Regions from separate parts of the Capsicum annuum genome. Here region 2 is linked to region 1. Evidence: chromatin contacts called from public Hi-C data. All regions are on one chromosome and are shown on one strand. The core of a region is the stretch at or near the end of the contact, and the rest is flanking DNA. Distances in the headings are between cores, read along the strand shown.

Region 1 (7,283 bases), core at 4,448-6,947:
TGATGGAATGCTGAATGTTGCAGCAATAAATATTTCTACTTTGAGTCGTTCGAATGTTGTTCCTTCCGCGACACTAGATAAAAGATCAGAATTTTTTTTTATTTTGATTTCAAGCCTTGGCCGCAGAAGATATTATTTTATCTAACTACTTTAAGTCTGCAAAGGTTCATCATGAAAAGTATTTTTGAATTGCTAGAAGAAACTCTGAAAAAGAACACTTCATGGTAATAGAAGCTTGGAAGCACTCATTTTTGGTGTAAAATTACATGCTGAGTGGCCTACAAGATGACTTGTACAATGTGTACAATAAAATAAAAACCTCTAAGGAACTCTGAAATGCTTTAGAAAAGAAGTATAAAACAGAAGATGTCGAAATAAAAAAGTTCATTGTTGCAAGATTTTTGAACTTTAAGATGATAGTTAGTAAAGTTGTAGTTACCAAAGTTCAAGAGTGGTAAGTAATAATCCATGATCTCCTTGTTGAATGTACAAACTTATACAATACCTTTATTGAAGTTATTAAGTTTGTTCTTGATACTCACATAACCTTTGATGTAGGGTTGGTCATGAACGATGTTTTTCAAGTAGTTGTAATAATCGATAAGTTACCATCTTTGTGGAAAGACTTTAAAAATTACTTAAAACATAAGCACGAGGAGATGTCTTTTGAAGACCTCATTGTGATATTAAGGATTGATGAGGATAACAAAACAGTAGAAAATAGGTCTCGTGGAAATTCTGCAATAAGTGGAGTAAACATTGTGGAAGATGAACCCACTAAATCAAAGAAGAGAAAGAAATCATCGGGACAACAAGGCAATCCTCTTAAAAAATTCTAAGAAGGTTTCTTTAACTGTGACAAAGCTATCCACAAGTCCGCAGATTGTCGGGCTCCGAAAAAAAGGATCAAGCAAACATAACTGAATTCAAAGACGATATGAATGATGTGTGTGTTAAGTTTTTGAAGTGCAATCTAGTTAAAAATTCTAGAGAGTCGTGTATTGATTCAGGTACCACGCATCATGTATGTACCAACAAAAAATTATTTGCTTCATATGCTCCAACTCAAGTTGATGAGAAGATATTCATGGAAAACACCGCTACAATAAAAATTGAAGGAACAGGAAATATTTACTTGGAGATGACCTCAGATAAGGTGGTGACAATAAACAATGTCCTTCATGTTTCAAAGTTGTGAAAGAACTTAGTTTCTACTTCACTTTTGACTAAAAATGGATTCAAATGTGTATTTATTTCTGACAAAGTTGTAATCAGTAAAGTGAAATATATGTAGGTAAAGATTACCTCACCGAGGGACTTTTTAAGATCAATGTAATGAATATTGATATGAATAAAAGTTTTGGTTCTTCTTACTTACTTGAGTCAAATGAATTGTGACATGAACGTTTACGACATGTCAATTATAAAACCTTGCAATAACTGATTGATTTAGAAGTTTTGCCTAACTTTGAGTGTAATAAATCTAAGTGTCAAAGATGTGTGGAATCTAAGTATGCTAAGCATCTGTATAAGTCTGTTAAAAGGAATTTCAAACCCTTAGACTTAATTCCAACAGACATTTGTGATATGAAGTCTATACCATCTCGTGATTAAAAAAATATTTCATAACTTTTATTAACGTTTGCATTCGATATTATTATGTTTATGTGCTAAGTGGTAAATATGAAGCAATAGATATATTTAGGCAATATAAAACTGAAGTTGAAAATCAGTTGGACAAAAAGATAAAATGATAAAGAGCGATAGAGAGTATGAATCTCCATTTGAAAAGTGTTTGAAAAATGAAATTGTTCATCAAACTATGGCCTCGTACTCACGTCAATCAAATGAAATTGCAGAAAGGAAAGATTGAACATTGAAGGAAATGACGAATGTCTTACTTATAAGTTCAGGTTTACCACAAAATTTATAGGGGAAAGCTATCCTTACAACGAAACGAATACTCAATCGAGTGCCCCATAGTAAGATACAATCTATTCAATATGAGAAATAGAAAAAAAGAAAATTCAACTTGAAATATTTCAAAGTGTGGGGGTGTCTAGCCAAAATCTAAGTTCTATACCTAAAAGGGTAAAAATAGAATCAAAGATTGTGGACTGTATTTTTATCGGTTATGCTACAAGCAATAAAGCATATTGATTTTTGGTTAATAAATTTAAACACTCAGATATTCATGATAATACGATAATTGAATCAGATAATGTTAAATGTGTGAACACATTCATTAGTATAAAATTGGACATGACCTGTCTAGTAAACGATCTAAACAACCTCGGGATGAACCAGAGAAAAATGTACTAAATAATGCGAATCAAAGACATAATATGCGTCAAAGAACGTCTACCTCCTTTGGATCAGATTTTGCAACATTTCTTCTTGAAAATAAGCCTCAAACCTTCAAAGAAGTGATGTCGCCTTCAAATTCATCCTTTTGAAAAGAGGCCGTCAATAGTAAAATTGATTCAATCACGAGCAACCATACTTAGGAGTTGGTTAATCTTCCTCCGAAAAATAAACCTTTAGATTCTAAATGAATCTTCAAAAAGAAAATAAAAGTTGGTGGTATTATTGTCAAATACAAGGCAAGACTTATTGTAAAAAGCTTTAGACAAAAAGAAGGTCTTGATTGTTTTAACACATACTCAAAAATAACAAGGATAACGTCCATTCGGATGTTGATTGCATTAACGACAATATATGGTCTTAAAATCCATCAAATAAATGTAAAACAACTTTCTTAAATGGAGAATTGAAGAAAAAAATTTACATTGAACAACCCGAGGATTTTATGGTTCCTGATAAAGAAAAAAATTGTGCAAACTTGTTAACTCACTTTATGAACTAAAACAAGTACTCAAACAGTGGATGCAAAGTTTGATTAAATCATGTTCGCAAATGAGTTTAAGATAAATGAATGTAATAAATGTATTTACATTAAAGACACTTCAAATCACAAAGTAATTATTTATTTATATGTGGATGGCATGTTGATCATCAGTAGAGATAATTCTACCATAAATGCTACGAAATAAATTCTTGAGAGCAAATTTGATATGAAAGATCTTGGAGTTACTAATGTGATCTTACAGATAAGAATTCATAGAACTCCACAATGGTTGGCATTGTCACAGTCTCATTACATTGAAAATGTACTTGACATGTTTAAGTATTTAGACTTCAATATTATCAAAACTCCATTAGATATGAGCTTTGCACTTCAAAAGAATGAATGTAACAGTAACTTACAATTGACCTATGCAAGAGTGTTGAAAAGTTTGATGTATATCATGGATTGTACACGACCAGATATAACATGCGTTATTAGTAAATTGAGTTGGTAGACGAGTAATCCTAATCAAACTCATTGGATGGTAATGAAAGAGTTTTGGGGTATCTAAAACAAACTCAAGACTAAGCTTTGCATTATAACAAATATTCTGCTGCGATTGAAAGATATAGTGATGTAAATTGGATCACGGAATCAAATGAAGTAAAATCCACGAGTTGATATGTATTTACTTTAGGTGGAGGACCCGTCTCTTGGAAATCATCCAAACAGATATGTATTGCCCGCTTTATAATGAAATTTAAACTTATCGCGTTAGATAAAGTCGATGAAGAAGTTGAATGAGTCTAAAATTTCTTGAAAAATATTTCTTATTGGCCGAAACCTTTGGTACCGGTATGCATACACTGTGATAGTCAAGTAGCAATAGGTAGGGCAGGGAGCATGATGTATGATGATAAATCTTGTTATATAAAACGAATACATAATGTCATTAAGGAACTACTCTTTAATGAAAGTATCACGATTAACTATGTGAAATCAAAGGATAATGTGTTAGATCCACTTACAAAAGACCTATCTAGAGATGAAGTTGAGAGATCATCAAAAGAAATGAATTTATGGACTAGGACAAGTCATCAAGATAATTACTCTACCTAGCAAACTGAAGATCTCAAGAACGAGGTTCAAGGAGATCAAACAAAGCTGTGATTGACGGTTTAACATTGATAATTAACTCAACTCATTCTCATAATGAAGACAATGCTCAGAAAATAAAAATACGACTTATGGTTTGAAGCTTTTTAATGGTTTCTAAGTTTGACAGATTTGACCAAATAGTTTGATTTATAGGATCAAATGCTTAAGAATCACCTATGTAAGGGTGCAGTGGAAGCCGCTTTAAGGAGAATGATAATAAAGGCTTATTCTCTAAGTTCTCATTAAATCAGGTCGTGTTCATGGCTTAGACGAACAAAATCGTGAGAACCATAAATGATAAAAAACTAGTTTTGTGACTTGTATTTTCTAGGTATACATTAAAATTTGACGATTCAAAGATATCACATCTGTCGATTGACCGGTGTATCCGATGCAAGTTCACTACAGAAAGTTCAAAGGAAAAACTACTTATCCAAATGCAACACTCTTGTACGTAAATTTTTGATAAAATACTCATTTCTTATTCATATACGGGATTGTTGGGTTCTAAGTAGAAATATGAATGAAAAATGAAAAGTATAAATGGAGAGAAAGTGAATTGTGTTTTCACCTTAAGAAAGTAAAGTTCTCCCACATTAGTGGGAGAAAGAAACTTCTTAGTGTTTAAGTATAGAAACACTCCTTCATGTGGATAGTGAGGCAAGAACAAGATAAGTCTCGAGCCGTTGTTGTCATTACTCGCTCAGCTTCGAATTTAGATTTGAATTTGTCAAATGATCCATCGAGATATTATCGTTTTTGGATAAGCATACATTTGAAACTTAAAATTAGTGATATTTTAATCCAAAAATTTGATAAGAAAATTTGCTCCATTTGCGGACGCACTCGAGCATGTGCAGACGTATGTCACAACACACCTTGAAGGGAGGCGACCCTTCGAGGCACTGTTAAGGATGAAAATGGCGATATGTGCACTCATATGGCCATCTGTGGCTGCAGGTGGCCGGAGCAGGTCATAAGAAAGTTTTTGTTTTGCCAAAAAACGATCTGCGATCACATGTAGGCCACTTGCACGCACAGGTTTGTCCACAGGTGACATGACAATCCGAAACAGTATGTCTTTTCAAGAATCATTTTTTTCTTTTTGAAGCACCTTTTTTTACTATAAATACCTGAATTTTTCCTTACGTAGAGACACAAAATTTTGAAGTGATCTAAAAAGTTAAGGGTGATTAACAAATTGTTAAGTGAATTTGAGGTACCGTTATTTGTTGAAGTGAATCATTATATGCTGGGAATATATTCCATAACCTCAAGTATTTAAAAGAAATAATTTTTTTAAGGACACACCATAAATTTGGTGAACTCGATTCTTTCTTTTTCATCTCATTTATAAATGTTGATTTTACTTTTTTCGTAAAATAATTAAATTTTATTTAGATAGTTGTTAAATTAGTTACACTTGTATTTAAATTCCTTAAAACTTGGTTTTAATAATTCATAAATTATTAAACTTGTGTTTAAAGTTTCTACAAATTAATACAAATTTTATACGCTAAAAGAAATCAAAAACCTAGGGAGTGAGAAGTAGAAAAGACGCAAAAGCGGCAGCGACAAGAAACACCAGGTGGAAAAAAAAAAGGAAGAAAATCTTGCCACGTAGATACGACGCCGTCTACATTGAGTGATTCTTTTGAACTTTCCTCGAAATAAGGCATTTCTTTTGGGGGCAAAAATATCGTTTTCTTTTTTTCCAAAGAGAGAAAAAAATAACAAGGAAGAAACCTCAAACAAGTTCGTTCACCTATTTAATTTTTTGGTTTGCAAAATAAATACAAACCCACCATCTTTAAATGCCCTTACTTCCTCTCTTTCATTTCCCTTCTCTCTAATAACTAAAATATCATTGATTGTTTGTACAAAACCGAAATTTACTCCACAATTCAAAGATTGTTGCCACCATCAACGTTGCATTTACAAAACACCCGTATTCATTCTTGAATTCTAACTTTACAGATTGATAAAGAGGTCATAAGAAAGTCGTAGAATTTGAAAAAGGGAATTTTTTGTATCAATGGATGGTTTTTGTTTAACGGGAGGTATACAAGGTATGGCGGGGCCCATTGCCGTCGCCGGAACCGGTGCCGGAGGTTTAGATGTACGTTCAACACAGTTTAGTACATCCGCCGTGGGCGGCCGTTCATCGGCGTCGATGTCGGTTGAAAAGCCATCATTATCTTCTTCTCAGAGAAATAATAAGTCATGGGGTTTTTCATTTAGGTACCCACTTAGATCTTTTTGGTCTGGAGGTAAAGGAACGTCGTCGTACGATGCTATAGCTGTAGACGACGCTGTTTTGATGGATGAAAAGGAAGAGAAAATTATTGAGGAGAAAAATGATGGGAATAATAATAAGAATAATGGGAATTGGGTATTAAAGATTTTGCATGTAAGGTCTCTGAGTAAGGTAGAGGATGGTGGGGGTGTTGAAGATCTAAGGGAAAAGATGGAGAGGCAAAATGGTCAAACTGACATTGAAGATGGTGATGAAAGTGAAGGGAGAAAATGTGATGGTGGGGTTGATGAAGAATGTGATGTGTGTTGTGTGAATGATGATGATGATGAAAAATTTAAATTCGATAGAAATTCATTTTCAAAGTTGCTAAGGAGGGTGTCATTGGCTGAAGCTAGATTGTATGCTCAGATGTCTTATTTGGGTAGTTTGGCTTATGGAATACCCCAAATTAAGGTAAATTCTTCCAAAACATGTTTCTTTTTTTTTTCAAGTGACCCATAGTTTTTGTCCTCTAAGTTGTGCATACTATTCATTTTCGATGCTGCACTCGTGTCAGATTCTCCAAAAATACGTTACTTTTGGAAATTCCAAGCACATGTTGACATTCTTGAAGAGTCCGAGCAAAATGTATTGTCTATGTTGATTGCACATTATCTACATTTTTCTGAATATGTAGATCTGAATAAATCACTTGCTTCTGTTGGCTGTGAGAAAAATAACAGCATCTAGTGCTTAATTTTAGTTTTTTAAGGTTACAAAGGCCTCAAAAGGTGTGATCTTTGGTTTTTAGAGGTGTCTTCATGCATGATTAACTTGATATGGGTTTTAGGGAATCAGAATTCTAGCTGAAACACAGAAATCTTGATTTGAAGAAACTAGGTATGGACAGCCATGCTTTCAATATAGTGTTGTGTTTTCATATTGCTTATACAAGCTTTAACATTGTTCTATGATTGTTGCGAGAGCTTTTGTCAAGTTGATATTTCAATTTGTAGTGGGATGTGGCAACTGGATCTTGGG
Region 2 (6,773 bases), core at 1,664-4,163, 51 kb before region 1:
CAAAATCTTGTATAAATAATATCATTAAAAGATGATTCATAATGCATGAAGTAAAAGTAAAGAATTAATTATTAAATATTTGACGTTTGTATTTTGTAATTGACTTGATTAAATAATATGTAACTATGAGAAACAAAATATTATAACGAAAGCTCTAAGAGTGATTTACCGATTTGTTAAACAACAGAGGAATTTGAATAGTTCACTTGATAGAGAGTTTGAATTTTCACTTTATTGGTAAATATTTAATTTTCTACTTTGTAATCTCCTCCCTAATTCTCCTTCCTCTACTCCTAATTATTTTTTTACAAAAAGAAATAGAAAATAGTTAAACAATAGAATTACAAGTAAAAAATTAAATAATAGTTTCTCATTTCATGACTTATGCACCAAGTGTAAATGTCCATATGGCAAGAAAAAAGATGAAATTACTTCATCTTTATCATCCAATGTGTCACAATTTTAGAGGATTAAAAAATAATTAAAGATACTATAATAGCCTTGTGAGGACTACCAAAAATTGGTATTTATCCGAAACTCGTGCTAAGCCCGGACCCAAACTCTAAATATAAAAATAATAATGCTTTAATTAAAAAAAATTATTTGTATTACATTATTTTACTATATAATTAATAAAACCTAATGACACGTCAATATGAATTGTTCATAAATTTACATTATTACTAAATTTGCCAAAAATTTACAATAAAAAAATATAAAGAGTAATTTAATTGGCTTTTTTATTCATAGTTATAGTATTTTTAGTTTTGACATACTCCTTACAAAATTATTTTCCTCCGTAAATAATAAGTAATCTTCATTATGTAAAAAAAATCAATTGTCTTAATTTTGATTTTAAAAAAATTATTAAGACCGTCATCATTATATAAAACATATTCATTATAATTTAAGTATAAATGTTAAAAATAAAATATAATATAGATCAGAGAAAGTAAAGAGCTACAAAAATTGATAAAAACTTACTATTCTTTCGTTTCAATTTAAATGTCTTGCTTCTTTTTTGTTATGTCTCAAAAAAAAAAAGATTTTTTCTATGTTTTGTATATTTTTCAATTTTAACATTCTACCGGACAAGTCTAAGACCACAAGATTTAAAAACTATATACTCCATTCATCTCATATTAGTTGTCCACATTATCAACAATAATAGCCCAAATTATTTGTCAATTTTCAAAACAAAATAGAATTAATTGAATTTTTTCTATTTTACTTTTATAATTGAATTTTTTTTTAAGTGTGCAAATTTATAATTTTTTTAAAAAGAATTGTAAAACTACTCTTCTTATTTATGATTATGTAAGGGCATAAAGGGCAGCCCGGTGCACTAATGCTACCGCTATGTGCGGTGTTCAAGAAAGGGCTCCACCACAAGGGTGTATCGTACGCGGCCTTGTCTTGCATTTCTGCCAGAGGCTGTTTCCAAAGCTTGAACCCGTGACCTCCTGGTCACATGACAACAACTTTACCAGTTACTCCAAGGCTCCCCTTCGATTATGTAAGGGCATGTGATGAAGAAAGTAGACAACTAATATGGAATAGAAGGAGCATATTTTTAATTTAAAATCACAAAATTCAAAAACTTTAATTAAAATGAAAGGAGTACAATATTAAAGACTCAAGATACATAATCATAAATATTCATGTAAAAATATACTTAAAAGAAAAAGATTTTAAAAAAAAAGAATTGAGTGTCAAATAAATTAAGGAAAAGACAAAAGAAAGAAATGATTGTCAAGGAAAAAATTTTAAAAATAAAATAAAAGAAAGCCATATGGAGCAACATGAATGGATAAAAAGTTTTGTGAGGATACCAAAACTCGGTATCCTCACTTATATATAAATAAGTATAAAAAAAAAAATTAAAAAAAAAAAAAATATACATATATATATTATAATGATACAAATTTTATCCACATTATATTAAAAATGTATATTTTATATAACAATGATACAAGTTTGGAGAAAGGACAAAAAAAATCATTCGATTAAAACAATTGACAACCAAATGGCCATTGAATTCAATTCCCAAACTGTAGCCTTTCCATGTGTTGTTTGTCGCTGCGTTGCTTTTTTGTTTTTTATTTCCTTTTTAGGAAAAACCTTTTTCGCTGCTATCCTTTTTCCTTAAATAGTAAACTATTACCTTTCTTCTTCTTTTCTTTTTACTAGTAGTTCTACTGCTTTTCTTTTTGTTGGTTCTGGTTTTTTTTTTTTACAAAAAAAATCGACCCTTTTCTTTGTTGCACTTTCTTAACAATTAAGTATTAAAAAAATATTTTTTCCAAAAACAATTAAATAAAAAGAAACAATACATATTTGCAACTTTATTTTGAAAAAAAAAAAAGAATCACAAAAAAAGAATAATAATTGTAGAGTAGAATTTTTTTTTTTTTTTAAAAAGAAGTCAATGATACATATACATTTTTTTTTTTATAAAACTAATGATATAATTTCTATTTAAATTCTATACATATACATATTATATACTACAAAAAGGGCCTAAAATGTCCTTCAACTATATAAATTGGTGCAAAAATGCTCTCTATCTACCTATTGAGCCTAAAATACTCCTCACTTCCACCTATTGGGACTATTTTGCCCTTATATTAACAGAATAATTTTGACCCACTTAATTTATGACATGTCTTTTTCTTATTGGTCAATTAACAATTAATTAAAATAGTTAATTCTAAATTAAAAAACCCGCCCCGCCCCAAGATAATAACCCAACCCACTACCCACGAAACCAAATAACCCAAATCAGTATCCGATTTCAATATCATTTCATGCTCTTTTTCTTTCTCTTCGTCTTCTCCGATAGAAAGCACCGACTGCCAAGTTACCTGAACATCTACGGTAGTACTAGCCCATCTAGTTTTCTATTACCTTGTTGCTTTAGGTGTTTGCTGATGTAAATGCACCTTTTAATTTCATACAGGCAAAACTTCTTCGTTATTTGAATGCCACATCTACTGTAGAGATGGGAGATCTCGATTATGATACCGTAATTGCTGCTTATGAAGGGATAACATGCAGATTTTTTCCACACTGTCCCAAGAGAGCATGCATTGATTATTCTGTCACATACTGTACCTGATATTTCATCTGAGGATCTTATGCTGAGGCAGAGTGCATATAGATTGTTGTTTTCATTTGTCGAGTTTTCTAGTCAAATGCTTGATAGAGAGCTGAAATCTGAACCTGAAAGCTGAACAAGGATCTCCTGGAGCCTGGGTTAGCATATCCTAAGCAACTTCTTTTTGAAGCACATGGGTACTCCGATGAACAAAGAAGATTCAATCTAGAAGGTATGGAATATAAGAGTTGAAAGAAAGTTTTAGTCATCTTGTTACTTCCTTCTCTTTTCCTTTCTTGCCTCTGCTTTTCTTTTGCATTTTTCAACCATCAATGCTTGAATGAGTTATTTGAATTGCTAGCGATTATTTGTGCGGCGTGTTTTATTCGATCTATATGCCTCAAGGTTCCTCTCTCACCGGTCAGTAGCTGACTGTCGCGGGAGTGACGGCAGGGACATTGTTATTTTTAGGTTGTAGTGACTAGTAGGCAGGGAAGGTATTTCCACAATGACTGGAAGTTCTGCTAATGTTGGTTTTCTCATTTTAGGTATGGATCAATCTACTTCGAGATATGGTCCTGAAGCTTCCAACAGTGGATAACTTCAAATCATTTGTAGTTCTTTAATGCAGATCCAGAGTAGGACTTTTTTTAACAATATTGTGCATTTACAAGTAAGTTTATCCCATATTACTATAGATTTTTGGTGTATGCTATATCTACTCTGCAAGTTATTCAAGTCGGCGTGAAATTACTGCTCCATTTTATTTGTGCTTCTCCATTAGTAGTATTAGTTTATGCTTTATTTTGCTTCTCATGATACACTACTTGTTCTCTCAAAAGGCATATGGTCCAAAAACTAGTTCTTTTCCGTGCTTTCTCATCTTATGCCATTTCATTTTGTATATTCAGAGACACAGGAGAGCGAGGGCTTTGTTACGCTTTAAGAATGCAATCAGTTCTGAAAATTTGTCTAAGGTGGTTACATGCCTCATTATTTTAATTTAGAATTAACTATTTTAATTAATTTTTAATTAACCAATAAGAAAAAGACATGTCATAAATTAAGTGGGGCAAAATTAATCTATTAAATAGAAGGGCAAAATAGCTCCAATAGGTGGAAGTGAGGGGCATTTCAGGCCCAATAGGTAGATGGAGGGTATTTTCGCACCAATTTATATAGTTGAAGGGCATTTTAGGCTCTTTTCCGTATATACTATAATGATACAATTTCTATACATGATCATATACAAAAAGCATATTCTATGTAATAATTATACAGTTCCTACACACATTTGATACAACAGTTATACAATTTCTCTACACATTTGCTACAACAATTTTACAATTTCTATACATATTCTATAAAACAATTATACAATTCATATACGCATTTTATACAATCTTTAGTTGCAATGATTATTGAGATACATATTTTATGCAATAATATACATTTTCTATATACATTCTATATAGTTTTTATACATATTTCCTACAGACACATCTTTTATACAACAATGATACAGTACCCACACACACACACACACACACACACACACACACACACACACACACACACACACACACACACACACACACACATATATATATATATATATTCTATACAATAATTATAAATTTTCCATCCATTTGTATTTAATTATTCTTAAATAATGAATTAGATTTTTAGCCCCCAAAAAATTGTAGCAAAACAAGAGGAAAAAATGACTAACAACAAATAGATAGGACGAAATGACCCAAGAAGAAAGAGGACAACCCAACTAGCCTAATAGCTATTAAATAGTAATAATTTGGCCGATTGGCCATAATTTGATAAATTAATCAAATGTTGGCCGTTTATTTTCAAAATGGTCAATGGGTGTCCTTTTTCCAAAATTTAATTCAATTCCATTGTATAGAGCCCCCATAGAGAGTTTTGTTGATTGTAATAATAGGAGTGTTCCATAGAGAGAGACATTTATTTTATTTTTAATTCTCATGTACAATAAAGTTAACATAGATAATTTTGTAGAGTTAATTTTTTTTTTTTGGATTAACTGAAACCACATAGTGGAAATATACTGGATATGTTGTTCTTGTTGTTGTTTTGGGTTAACCGAATTGATGATAGATTATTATTATTATTATTATTAATATTATTATTATTATTATAATTAATTAATTAATTAATAATAATAATAATAACAACAATAACAACAATAGTAAGAGTTTATAAATTCACATGTTCCTAACCTGAATTAATAGCAAAAAATAAGAGATTTGATCCTATTAGAAGTTCATTACATATAAAAAATTTCCTCTAAAAATAGTTTCTAACATGTCTGTCCAGATTGCTTTGCGAGCATACACCAAAAGAACTAAAAAAAATCTTGTTCCAACAAAACCTGCAAATATTGTTCCTTTCTTTGCTAGTGCATCTGCTACATTATTTTATTCTCTATAGCAATGTTGCATCATCGAAGCTCTCAGCCTCCTTCTTAACCTGTGGTTATCAATAATAGCATTATAGTGTAGGTTATCATTTTTTAATATAAGGATCACTACTTTGGAATTAATATTTCAATGGGCAAAAGGCTATTTGTTTTCACCATTTTCAAACATTCGTTTAGAGCCAAAAGCTCCATCTGATTGTTGGGAGCCTTAAAAAACTTTTACAAAAATCAGTAATCCAATCTCTATTGGTATTTCTGTTAACCCCTCCAATACCCCCATCGACCAGAATTTTCTAGACAAGAACAATTTGTATTGAGTTTGTAGCAGCCTCGTTGAAGGGGTGTCCATTTAACATTAATGGTGGTCATGATCCTAGGTTTAGCTTTGTGTCTACTCAGATGATTGTATTCAATCCGATGATTGTATTCAATGGCTTCTGAATAAGCTTGAGTGAAGGAAGGCTTGTCATTTTTTGATTAAAAATACAGTTGCTCATGCATTTCTAAATATTCCACAAACAAAAAGAAACGAGCTCTTTCCACGTGATGAGACTATCATAGTCTACATATTTAATGGTAAGTCAAGTGAAGTCCCACTTAGCGGGATGGAAGTTTGAGATGGATAAATAGTTGTTGGGGTTGGTATTATAGAGCATGTTAAAGAATCTAACCAAGCACTTAGTTCATGGAATAATTGAATATGTTTCACAGGTCAGACAATTGAATCACTTGTATGTTATACTGATATAGCCACTGTCTATAATTGGATACCTATTATAGAGTTGTTTCAACAATTTTCATAGAAGAAATATAGACAAGAATCTTCGACGGAATTTGAGAGAAGAATGGAGGAGAAAACTGCATTTTATTTTTTTAGGGAGGGAGAAAAATGTCGTAATTTGTTAAGACAAGCTTCTTATAATTTCAAAGGGACACAACTCTTGAAATAATTGTGTATCTTTTCTTTTATTTAATAATATAAATATACAAATAATTATATTATTTCTCTCTTAACATGGATTCGGACTAAACCACAGAGTGACCCAATTCAATTTTTTTCATCTCTCACTCATACGTAGTGGGTCAACTCTCATTTTTTTTTATAATATTCATACTTAACAATTAGATCATGTGATTAATGCAATATATTTCAATACTTAGAGAGATTCATTGCTATACATCTGTTAGGAATATACAATATCTCAATCAATGAAACTTAGAGTA

What was found. Hi-C and Micro-C count contacts between places; a contact is called where the count stands out from the background.
Region 2: a contact with region 1 is called in a Hi-C map of bud, with 2.8 times the contacts expected there. The contact joins the enhancer-like site here to the promoter of LOC107840951 in region 1. A contact is called at or near these places in 3 of 5 Hi-C or Micro-C datasets (bud, leaf and placenta).

The regions. Positions count from the first base shown.
Region 1 is chr1:161,547,456-161,554,738 of UCD10Xv1.1, reverse strand. LOC107840951 (phospholipase A1 PLIP2, chloroplastic) reads left to right here and starts at 5,697. Exons shown (of 5, transcript XM_016684910.2): 1 at 5,697-6,716. The coding sequence starts at 6,042.
Region 2 is chr1:161,595,876-161,602,648 of UCD10Xv1.1, reverse strand. No RefSeq gene overlaps it. Among protein-coding and RNA genes, the nearest start is that of LOC107840951, 50 kb to the right of the region's middle. Within about 2 kb of position 2,913, at least 2 of the 5 cell types and tissues checked have an H3K27ac peak or open chromatin away from gene starts, as enhancers often do. A contact at or near this core is called in bud, where this site is marked.